Regions from separate parts of the Anser cygnoides genome. Here region 2 is linked to region 1. A link is a contact called in public Hi-C data. All regions are on one chromosome and are shown on one strand. The core of a region is the stretch at or near the end of the contact, and the rest is flanking DNA. Distances in the headings are between cores, read along the strand shown.

Evidence for each region. Hi-C and Micro-C count contacts between places; a contact is called where the count stands out from the background.
Region 2: a Hi-C map of liver shows a contact between it and region 1, with 17 times the contacts expected there. The contact joins the enhancer-like site here to the promoter of WTIP in region 1. A contact is called at or near these places in 3 of 7 Hi-C or Micro-C datasets (fetal liver and liver).

The regions. Positions count from the first base shown.
Region 1 is chr12:10,014,190-10,019,577 of Taihu_goose_T2T_genome, forward strand. It overlaps WTIP (WT1 interacting protein), which reads left to right and starts at 2,489. Exons shown (of 8, transcript XM_013176618.3): 1 at 2,489-4,629. The coding sequence starts at 3,132. LOC136791767 (a long non-coding RNA gene) reads right to left here and starts at 872. Exons shown (of 3, transcript XR_010834352.1): 1 at 629-872.
Region 2 is chr12:10,143,390-10,148,516 of Taihu_goose_T2T_genome, forward strand. No RefSeq gene overlaps it. Among named protein-coding and RNA genes, the nearest start is that of GPI, 25 kb to the right of the region's middle. Within about 2 kb of position 2,367, at least 2 of the 3 cell types and tissues checked have open chromatin away from gene starts, as enhancers often do. A contact at or near this core is called in fetal liver and liver, where this site is marked.

The sequences.
Region 1 (5,388 bases), core at 1,239-3,738:
ACTTACATCTGGTTGTAAATAGTAAGCAAATTTATTTTAAACAAATTGGGGAGAAAAACATGTCAGGACTGTCAAGCTGTAATTGCCTAGTACTTTGGTTTTTCTTTTATATAATAGTAAGGAGAATGATGGGGGTACTTATTATAGCGACAGCAGTTTAAACTCTACACTTCTTGTTTGCACAACTCAGCACATATGGTCCTCTATGAGAAATGCAGCAGTGCTATAGTGTGTTATGTACCACTGCAAACATATTTATTTCACCCATGTGGGCTACATCTGTGGCTATAGTGTGGATAAATGTTATGTTCATTATGTGTATGACAGGAGTACGATTTACTGGAGAAGAGCGGGTCTGTAGTATAGCCCCTGCTGTAGGGCTGAGACAGGAACACTGTGCAGGAATACTCTGGCCCAGGGCTGCAACAGACTTGACTGGGCCTTGCTTTGAGGATTTACTTTTTGAGCATAAGCTTTCAACAGTAAACATAAGTGATTTTCATCGTTTGATCCAAATTGCTTACTAAAAAGGGCTATTTCCGTAGATTCCCCAGACTCTCTCAGTCCCCAGTATGTTTTTCCCATGAGTTCATACTAAAGAAAGCACGTGCTTTAACTACTTACATACCGAGAGGCTTACTGTAAGAACTTGCAACCTGCTGGCAGCAGCAGCATCAGACTGTGCTGAAGGCAGAATGAGGGCTGATTTGTGGCTCAGAAGACAGAGCTATGGGAGGACAACAAGCTCCTCCGCTTGAGCTTATGCTTCTGACTTCACACAGCATCAGCTCTGCAGTTCCCACTGTTTGGCTCCTAAAAACAGCTGCTCAGAATCCTTCCTTGTGCAAGCACACAGGCAGAGCCCCTCAGGATATGCTCTCCACACCCTGTTTGATTAATAATAGAGTTACCTACCGTTAAGAAGTTAAAAAAAAAAAAAAAGAAATACAATAAATTAGCTTTTCTGTAGGTGCTCTGATGGCCTAGGTTCCCAGGTTGTCCATGAGCCTCTCCTAGATTCACAAGAAGACAACCTAATAAAAACTGTCAGTGAGTAATCCACAGCCAGTCAGAGGACAGATCATCCTAGCAAAGGCCCCAGGAACCAGAAACGGAGGAGCTCAGCACCCGCATGCTTGAAGGCAGCAGCCTGTGAGATGCCCACTGCCCGTAGTGCACTTTGTGCAGGAGTCCCTGGCTCAGCACTCAAGTTAACTGGGATTTCTGTGCGTGCTGCAGAAGGAGCCTCAGCTTCACCAGAAAGCACAAGGCTTGAGTGGAGCAGGGAATTGAAATGCTGCTGTGATCCAGGTCAGCGCCATGGCACCTTCGCAGGGAGGCTTCTGCTGCCATCGCCCAGGGCCTGCGCTGCGTGTTGTTTGGAACCGCGGCGGTACGTGCCAGGATGTGCTACAGCAAGAGGTGCTTTCAGCGGTCGCGCACCTGCAGACCAGAGGTGAGATACTACTTCTGGGAAGTAACCTCTGGAAGCATGTGGTGATACCAGCAGAAAGTGTAATGAGACCGCTGGAGATGTGAAAACGTAGCAGAAAAGTGGTTGACTCCCAAGATGGGTTGCTGATGTACACATACGTTCACATCAACAGTGAACAGCCTCTTCCATGTCTAACAGGTTTGCTTTTCAGGGCTGGTTTTGCACATTTAGATGGTTTGCTAGATTTCTTTTTTTTTTTTTTTTTTTTTTTAATGTTTTTTGCACACACAAACAGATTGCCAATCAATTGCCCTCCACAGCTGGGGACATTTTCAAGTACACAGTTGCTTTTAATGTTTAATTAGGTATGATAACAGGATAAAATGTTCTTGGCAGGGACAGAGCACCTGCAGCACAAACTTGCAACATATTTCTCTCATTGCATTGACACTGCTCAGGTACCTATTGCTCGGGCTTCCTCAGTGTTTCTGAGATCAACACTGATGCTCATCAGGGAGTTGTACTTATAAAAAAATTAACTGTAGGCTACAGTTTCACATCGGAGGTCTCAGCTCAGTAGACTGGTGTTTTCTGACAGACTGCTGTGTGTATACAAACGTAAATACCAAGCAGCACCGTGTTTGTTACGGGATCAACAGATAAAGCTTTCGCAAAATTACACAAACAGCAGCAAGCTTTTTTCAAGCTTATGTCAATTCGCAGATTGCTTTGGGCCACGGCGCGTTCATCGCGTCCCGGTATTGCTTTTATTTATTTATTTATTTAAAAACGAAGCCAATAAGTACAAGCAGCCCTCAGGTGCCGGGGCTCCGGCACAGGTGGGAGCCGCTCGCAGCGGCCGCGCCTCAGCCCCTGCCCGCGGGGGGCGCGCCCCGGCCGAAAGTTCCAGTCAGGGCCGAGAGCGGGAAACGGGGCCGCGGCCGCCCCCGCCCGGCACCGGGACCCCCCCTCAGGGCCGGGGACTCCCCTCAGCCCCCGGCCGAGCCCCGTGGCGGTGACAGCCCCGGGCAGCGGCGCTCGGGAGTGGGCCGCGCTGAGGGGAAGCCGCCGGCCCCGCCGCCGCGGCCGCCCTCTCCCCGCCTGACTCGGTGCAAATCATTGTTTGGCTCCGGCATTAACTACATTCCAGCGGGACGCAGCGCCCAGTCTCCTTCCTCGCATTCCTGCCCCACACAAAGGAGTCCCTGCCTCGCCGCGCCCCGCGCCCCGCCGGCCGCCCCGCGAAGCCCCTCACGGACCGGCCGCCGCCTTCGCCCCCGCCCGGGGGTGCGGGCAGGAGCCGCGGCCCCGCCGCGGGGCGGCCGGCCGGGGGCGGCGGGGGCAGGGAGCCGCCGAGCGCAAATTCCTCCGCGCAGCGCGCCATTGACTGGACCCAGCAACTTATTTAAGGCTGGAAAGTGACACAGGGGCTCCTCGCCTCCGCTCGCCGCCCGCCGCTGGGCAGCCCGGCCGCGCCGAGCCGTGCAGAGCCGGGATGCCGCCGAGGTGATCGCCGCCCAGCCTGCTCGCAGCCCGGGCCGCCCGCCGGGGAAGGAGCTGCGTCCCGCCGGCTGTGTCCTGTCGAGGGGCTTTCTTTTGGGGGCGGGTTTTTATTTTTTTTACTTTATTTATTTTTTAATCTTTTCCTCCTCTGGACTGCGCCTTCGCGGAGACTTTCGCCGGGCTCCGGCCGAGCATGGAGAAGTACGAGGAGGACATGGCACTGAAGGCCACCAAGCTCCTGGAAGATCTGTCCCTCTACGAGCCTTGCCCGGAGGCACCGTACGGCCGGGGCGGCCGCCGGGACCCGCCGCTCCCCCCGGACCTGGAGGAGACCAAGCGGGTGCTGGCCGCCCACATGCCGGCGGAGCAGCGGGGCCGCAAGATGAACGGCACCGCCGCGCCGCCGCCGCCCGCCGAAGCCTTCCCCTTCCCCGCCGCCCCCTGCGGCAAAGCCTACCCGCCCGCCGCCCCGCTCCGCGCCGCCAACGGCCGCGCCGAGCCGCCGCCGCCGGCCGCCGGGCCGCCGTGCTGCGAGGAGGGGCTGTGCACCCGCTCCGAGGTGGCGCTGCCCTGCTACAGCGGCTTCCCCGACAAGGGCAAGCGCTACTCGGCCGAGGGCTACCGCTACGCCGCCGGCAGCGCCTACGACGGCGGCTACGTGGCCAAGGGCGGCGGGAGGGCGGCCGGGGGCCCCGACGGCAAGTACGGAGCCGCCAGCCCCCGGGCCAGCCTGGCTCCCGCCGCAGCCGCCGCCTCGCCGGGCCCCGGCGCCGAGCACGGCAAGTTCTCCAGCCCCCGCTCCAGCCTGGGCGGCGCGGGGTGCTCGCTGCCCTACGAGAAGTTCTCGAGCCCCCGCTCCAGCCTGGTGGTGCCCGGGCAGGACAAGTACGGCAGCCCCCGCGGCAGCCTGGTGCAGTACGACGGCGCGGCGCTGAGCCCCCGCTCCAGCTACGCCAGCACGGCCAGCGACACCAGCAAGCACTCCAGCCCCCGCGCCAGCCTCACCAGCTACGACGGCGGCGGTGGCGGCGGCAGCAAGCCCAGCAGCAACCGCACCAGCGGCATCAGCATGGGCTACGACCAGCGCCACGCCAGCCCCCGCTCCAGCACCGCCAGCCAGTACTCGTGCCCCACCAGCCCCCGCTCCAGCTACTCGGACTCCAGGTACGGCCCGCCGGGCGGCGCCGAGCTGGACGGGGCCGCTGCCGCCGGCCTGGCCGTGGCCAGCCCCCGCTCCAGCCTCTGCGGGCCCCCCGAGGGCCGCGGCGTGCAGGGCGCTGCCGTGGTCAGCCCCCGCTCCAGCATCTCCAGCCAGAGCTCGCGGAGCTCCCGCGGCTCCATGAGCGCCTACCCCGAGCTGCAGCTGCCCTCGCCCCGCTCCTCGCTGCTGGGGCCCGGCCTGCAGGAGGACTGCGTGGTGCCCGAGCTGCCCGATGGCTACCACAAGATCCATGCCCAGTCCCCGCCGCGCCACGACCAGCAGCACCCGGCTGGCGGTGGCGGCCCCGACGCCGCGTCCCCCTACGCCTACAGCCCCACCAAAGGCTCGGCCTCGGCTCCCAAATTCAAGCTCCCCTACCAGGTGACGCCGAGCCGGGAGAGCGGCCCCAGCCAGGCGGAGAGGAGGCTGGAGGCGCTGACGCTGGAGCTGGAGAAGGAGCTGGAGATGCACATGAAGAAGGAGTACTTCGGTGAGTGACCTGCTCGGGGAGGCAGGGTGTGGGGCCTGGAGGGGGCGAGCGGCTAGAAGGTGATGGTGTGCGGGGCCTGCCTGGAGCTGGGTGATTTTAGCTCTGGGGAAGGTGAGGGTGTGATGCCCAGAACTGCTCTGGGCCAGTTACCTACTGAAGCCTCTGGTCATTGTAAGAGAAAGCTGGCTCACCACAGATACTGTCTTTCTAACTGGTGTCAGAAGCGTTTGCACTTTGCCTCGTACCTGGTGTTTTATCTTCTATTTCTTGTACAGTTTGCTAGGCTTTGTGACTCTTCCCCTTCCAGGTGCAGATAGGAGACTTGTCTCAAGTGTTACAGAAGCTGTTGGGGTTCACACTGATTTGCTCATTTGCCTTCATCGATAAAGTTCAGCCTGCTGAGGCTGTGGTATTTGTGATCATACTTTCAGGCCATCTACAACGTTTAAGTTGTTAAAGACAATGAGCCTGGCTGGTGAAGCAGTTTTAGTGCCTCATTCAGTTACGTTGTCCTAGTTCAGAGTGCTTGTGGCATCCCAGCATTGTTTCCACCCCGTGAGGCCTTGCAGGTCCGTGCTGCGCACGAGTCTGGTAGGGGTTGGTGTCATCTCTGGCACGTGAGGGGAGGTCAGGGGAGAGCAGACTTGTCTGTCCTTGGTGAGGTGGTGTCAGCTTTTTGGTAGTCATCCGGGTATCTTCAGTGCTTCTTTATAGAAAAAAAGCAACTTCTTGAAACACGTGAACATGCTTTGTAGTCGT
Region 2 (5,127 bases), core at 1,117-3,616, 130 kb after region 1:
CCAAAACAGCAGCCCTTCATACAATCTGCCATGCTGCTTTTAATCAGGAACCCTAGATAATGCATGTGTACAAGCAGCAAACAACAGTACAGTATGTGAAGTTTTGGCTTCGAGCCATGTGCACCAGGAAAGAGAAGCTCTGTTCAGCAGCAGCACAGTGAAAAGGAACATTTTTCCTCACTTGTGCATATTAGTTTCACCCAGTACTAACATGCCTTTGAGGCTCACAAACTATCCTCACTTTCCTAAACGTGAGCTAACCTCTTCCTTCGTTTTTCTTTGCCTCATTAATTTTAGGCACCTTCATTTTACTGAATACTTTCGTTTGGTTTTGTAGAGTGATCACTCAGTTACATTAACTGACTGCAAGACAAAAATAACAAAATGCAATAAAAATACATTTCTCTAAATCTTTTCATAAAATGTGATAATTACCTGTACTGTAGTAACAAGCAAGGCGCTGAGCACAGCTTTTTCTGCTAGGGCCATAACAAAACCCGCAATTTCAATTTAACATGACTGGATAAAAAAAGACACTTTATTTGATGTGGTGTAAGCAATAATTATCTAATCACTGGAGTGCCATACTCTGCATTAGGACAGCAAAAAACCCTGGTGCAAAAAGAGGAACTGTGCATGTCCTTGTGTAGAACAGAAAGCTAATGCTATTAGCCCTCGTGTTTGCAGAACAAAACAAGCATTTTTTGTTTGGGCCCAATCCTGCATGTTTACCTTCAAACGTCCTTTCGGGCAGAGGAGGTTTCCTGCTAATGGAGAAAAAGTCACACAAACCTCTCAAAAATTTGTTCCCTTCACCTGTGAAGACACATGGGGAGATCAAGCTCTGTGCAACTGTAAAATCACCCACCATATAGGGGGAAAAAAAAAAAAAAGGCTTGTTTTCTTGGAACTGTCTTCAAGCACTCAAATTAGCTCCTAGCTACATCATGCAGAAGGGTGATTTCTTATTAGAAAATAATCATATTTTGTGTAGCTGCTTACTTCTGATACGCATATGCCAGGATGCCAAAGATTACCATGCATCCACCACAACCTAAATGCTGAAGATCACAAGGAGGCCAGTGAGCAGAGTGTCCATTCTGGTTAGAAGCGTCACTTTATTCTCTCAGGGATCTAAACTCTATCCAATTACCAGCTCTGTATCAATAAAAACTGCATCCAAACTAAAGGAGATCTATTAATTTCATTGTCCTGCTTTAATTATGGTGGTACAACCTGTGAGCACACAAGGCCTTAGCATACATAAAGAAAACATATCCTCAGAGGGACAGTGCGGTAAGATTTAATTCCCTTAAAGTCAGTGAAAAGACACTGGGGATAACTGAGGCCCAGTACCTCTGATAATGAGTACTCCTGTAGCCAAAACCCTTTGCAGACCAATTAATTACCTCCATACCCTGCTGATGCATTCCAAATTTTATTTTTATTTAAAAATCAAAGCTAAATAACTAGAAAAATCATGTGGCTGAGCCAAACTGTGACTTTATGGGTTTTAATTTTTGAGATTAAAGCAAAGTACAAAGACACACCCAGTCAGCAAAGTCTGGAGACAATAAGATGTAAAGCAATCCTCCTTCTGACCTCACATTAACACAGAAATCACCCTACAGCATGCAAGTGTCAGCCAACAACGGCACCTACTTATTTCCTGTCAGCTTGTCCCTTTGATCTAACCTGATCCTTCTTCACTTTATTAAAAACGTTCTAATCTTTTGTCTTTGATCTCCCTGTAGGATTCTTCAAAGAGCTTCAAATTAGCAAACATGCAAACAACAAAAAAATGTACTCTGTATCTGTATCTGCTTGAAACAATGATGTGGGGAGCTGTTTCCTTCCTCAACACACAAGTTTAACTAGGGGCAACATTTTAAAGCCAAAAGATGCCATAGTTATCTGTTGTTTATTGGCGTTAGGGTGGATGACAGAGTCCAAGCTTTTTTTTTTTTTGCCCCCTTTTTTTTTTTTTTTTTTTTTTACTGGGGGGTGGTTTGCTCTGAAGGTGTAACAAGGCAGCCCAGCAGGGGTAGCAAAAAAGCCATGTGCATACTTCATTCAGCATGCCAGATGAAAGGATTATGTCACATTCAAGAGCAACAAAGAGCTCTGTTTAAGTTTGTACCAGGCTGGAACTGTGGGGCAGCCGTTAAAGACCACCAAGGTTTTAAATAAAATCGGACACTTTTAAGTTTCCTCTAGCTTTCCTTGCGGTAAATCCACCCAATATGAAGGGAATGTCGGTATCTCCCAGGAGGAAGATCTCTGAGGGTTTAAAGAGGAAAGAAAGTTTGATGTACTTAAATATATACGTGTGTGTGTGTGTGTGTATACACAACTCCCACCAGTAAGTGTATATATATATATATATATATACACACACACACACTGATGTATACTTTTTTTAGTAAAGGTATCCCCAAGTTTGAGGACATCACCATATTTATTTTGTTCCAGCAAACATTGCTTCTCTACCACAGTCGAACAGCTAGTATCATTCCTCTCCTGTAACTTTAATTTTGTCCCAAAGGTACACATTCCAAATAAAATTGGTGCTTTTTATCATTAAATACTGCTTACCTCTGAAGAGATCTATGAAACCAAGTTAGATCGTACAGACTGCGTTTTAGGTTCCTCACATGTGTCTGCCTCAGCATGGAGGCTTGCTTTTAACTCTCACTCTACAGAGAAGCATATCTGTAGCCAGGCTGAAACAGTCCAAAATTGTTGCAAAATACATGTCTCGAGAATTGCTTCCTGACTGCAGTTAATAATCCAACAACCAGATCAATGTCTGTTTACGTCAATGTGACATTTTCACTTGTATCTGACCGCCTAGTTTTGAACGGTGAGATAAGAGGCCTTCTCAGTAAAATCTCAATCCCATGCAAATAGAATTAAAGAGTATTATTAAGCTGGTATACATGCATATTGGCCAGCAGTCCTCCACCATTATACCACGCTCCACACTTTAACATTGGAATGGATGAAGACTCCATACCTTTTCCTTTTTCTGCTTGTCATTCTGAAATCTACTACTATTAGGGGTAGCAGCTATATAACCTGTGAACTGAACATGGCTTAGGCCATAGATCATCATAACTCTTCCAACTCCAAATGGTATGTGTTAGAAGGCTAGTGAAGATCAGAACTCATATAGTTATTGATGGAGAGTTGTGGAGAACTCCAGTGAACCTCCATATGATGCCTTGTACTGTCTCTTCTAATACTGCTTTCTTAAGTAGTTCAGGAACCACTGCTGCTAGACCACAGATCATCCAGCCACGGAGCCATGCCAAAAGCCCTTTAGTTTTATTTAGTTTTATTTTTTTTATTTAGTTTTTTTTAAATATCTATTTATTTATTTTATATATATATATATTATATTATATATATTATATATTATATATATTATATATAATATATTAATATATATTTATTTAATATATTTTTTATATTTTTTTTATTTTAATATATATAATGGATTTGGGAAATAAAGCAAATGTTAAAAAGACCTATCAGATAATTTATCAGAGAAAAAAGCAAAGCTGCGTAGAAATTTGTCTGTAAAATTAAAACGGTGTTATGGCTACAAATGCATTTCTTGAGAAGACTGGAGAGACAGTCCTAAAGTGCAAGCCACCTAAGTTAACGTCACTGAATACAATTTAAAAATAAGTCAGACTAATCATAAATGTCTTTATGAAAAGTTATCCTATTGATTTAAGCTCCTACTGCTACTGAAAACCAGATTGTGAAACTTTAATGCTCTAGACTTCATAACTCTGTTGTATGTTGAACGTATCTACTTAGCAATGTTCTCTCCAAAATCCATTTCCTTTCAAGAAAAAATAGCAGCAGGAATTGCTACAGCAGAATACTTCTAGGAATATGCAAATTTAAGCACTTTCATTGTCATGTTCTTCCAGGCAATATGAACAAATGAGGAAAAAAAAATTCTTTTTATTTGACTAATCTATATAGAATCATGGCTCACCTGCTGAAGCATGACACTCCAGATCTGCAAGTGCTTTTTGTTCTTGCAGAACAGCAATGGATTCAGTTTGGGTTTTCAGTGCAGCCTGGGAAATTTTGCTCAATCTTACCTTTCTTCAAGCAGTTCAAGCTCAAACCGTTATGATCATTAAGCCTGCAGGAACTCTGAATTTAGTGCTGGATAGTTTGGAAATTAGAACAACCCAACAGATCAGATAATTGCAAATTGGGCCAAAGGGGATCACTTATCAATTATAATAAAATTTTCTTTAAACAAAAGTGCAGGTATCTTTGCTGTAATCATAGCTTACAGGCTGTCTCTTTAGACCAAATTATAATGCAAACATTCTTCGTTTACTCTGGTTATCAGGTTATCACACAGCCTATAACAAGTGCACATCCAGTAGGAATACAAGGTGAAATTCACATCATTTTCTTTAAAAATATTAAATTATCTTAAGTAATTTTCTTCTCAAGAACTCTTTAAATACATTCACAGATCAATTTTTCCTGTGAATGTTATTATTATGTAATCAATGTACCATGTTTAACACTTACAGTGCTATTTTACATACATATATCATTGACTTACCTGCCTACACTGACGCACTCCCATACTGTGTTTTCCTGAGGCCTTCAAGAGAAATGTGTCTTGTGGCTAACACACTGGGCTGAGGATCAGAAGATCTTGTTCCAGCTCAAAGGACTGATGAGTGTCTGCTTAGTTTAGGCATATAACTTCCTTTCTAGATAACTGTCAAAAAATATATACAACAAAATGTTCTCTTTTCCTCACATTTTCTGTCTCACTGGAATTCGATGTTCTCCAGAAGAAAAACTATTTCTGTGTTTCTTGGCCCATCTAGTAGCTTTTATTTTCTCCTGCAGCATAAATAATGATAATACTGTCTCATCAGGACACTCAGCCACGTCCCTTAGTTTCCCAGTCAGAACTGACGAGATTAGGCCTTTTCATTATGAGAGCACTATTCATGAAGAACTCTTGGGGTTTTGTTCACCTACCTAGCTTGGTATTGCACAAAATTTAAACTGATTCACTAGAGCTCTAGTAGCAGAAACAGCGTCCAAAACTTCTCATGTGTTTTTTCCTTCAAC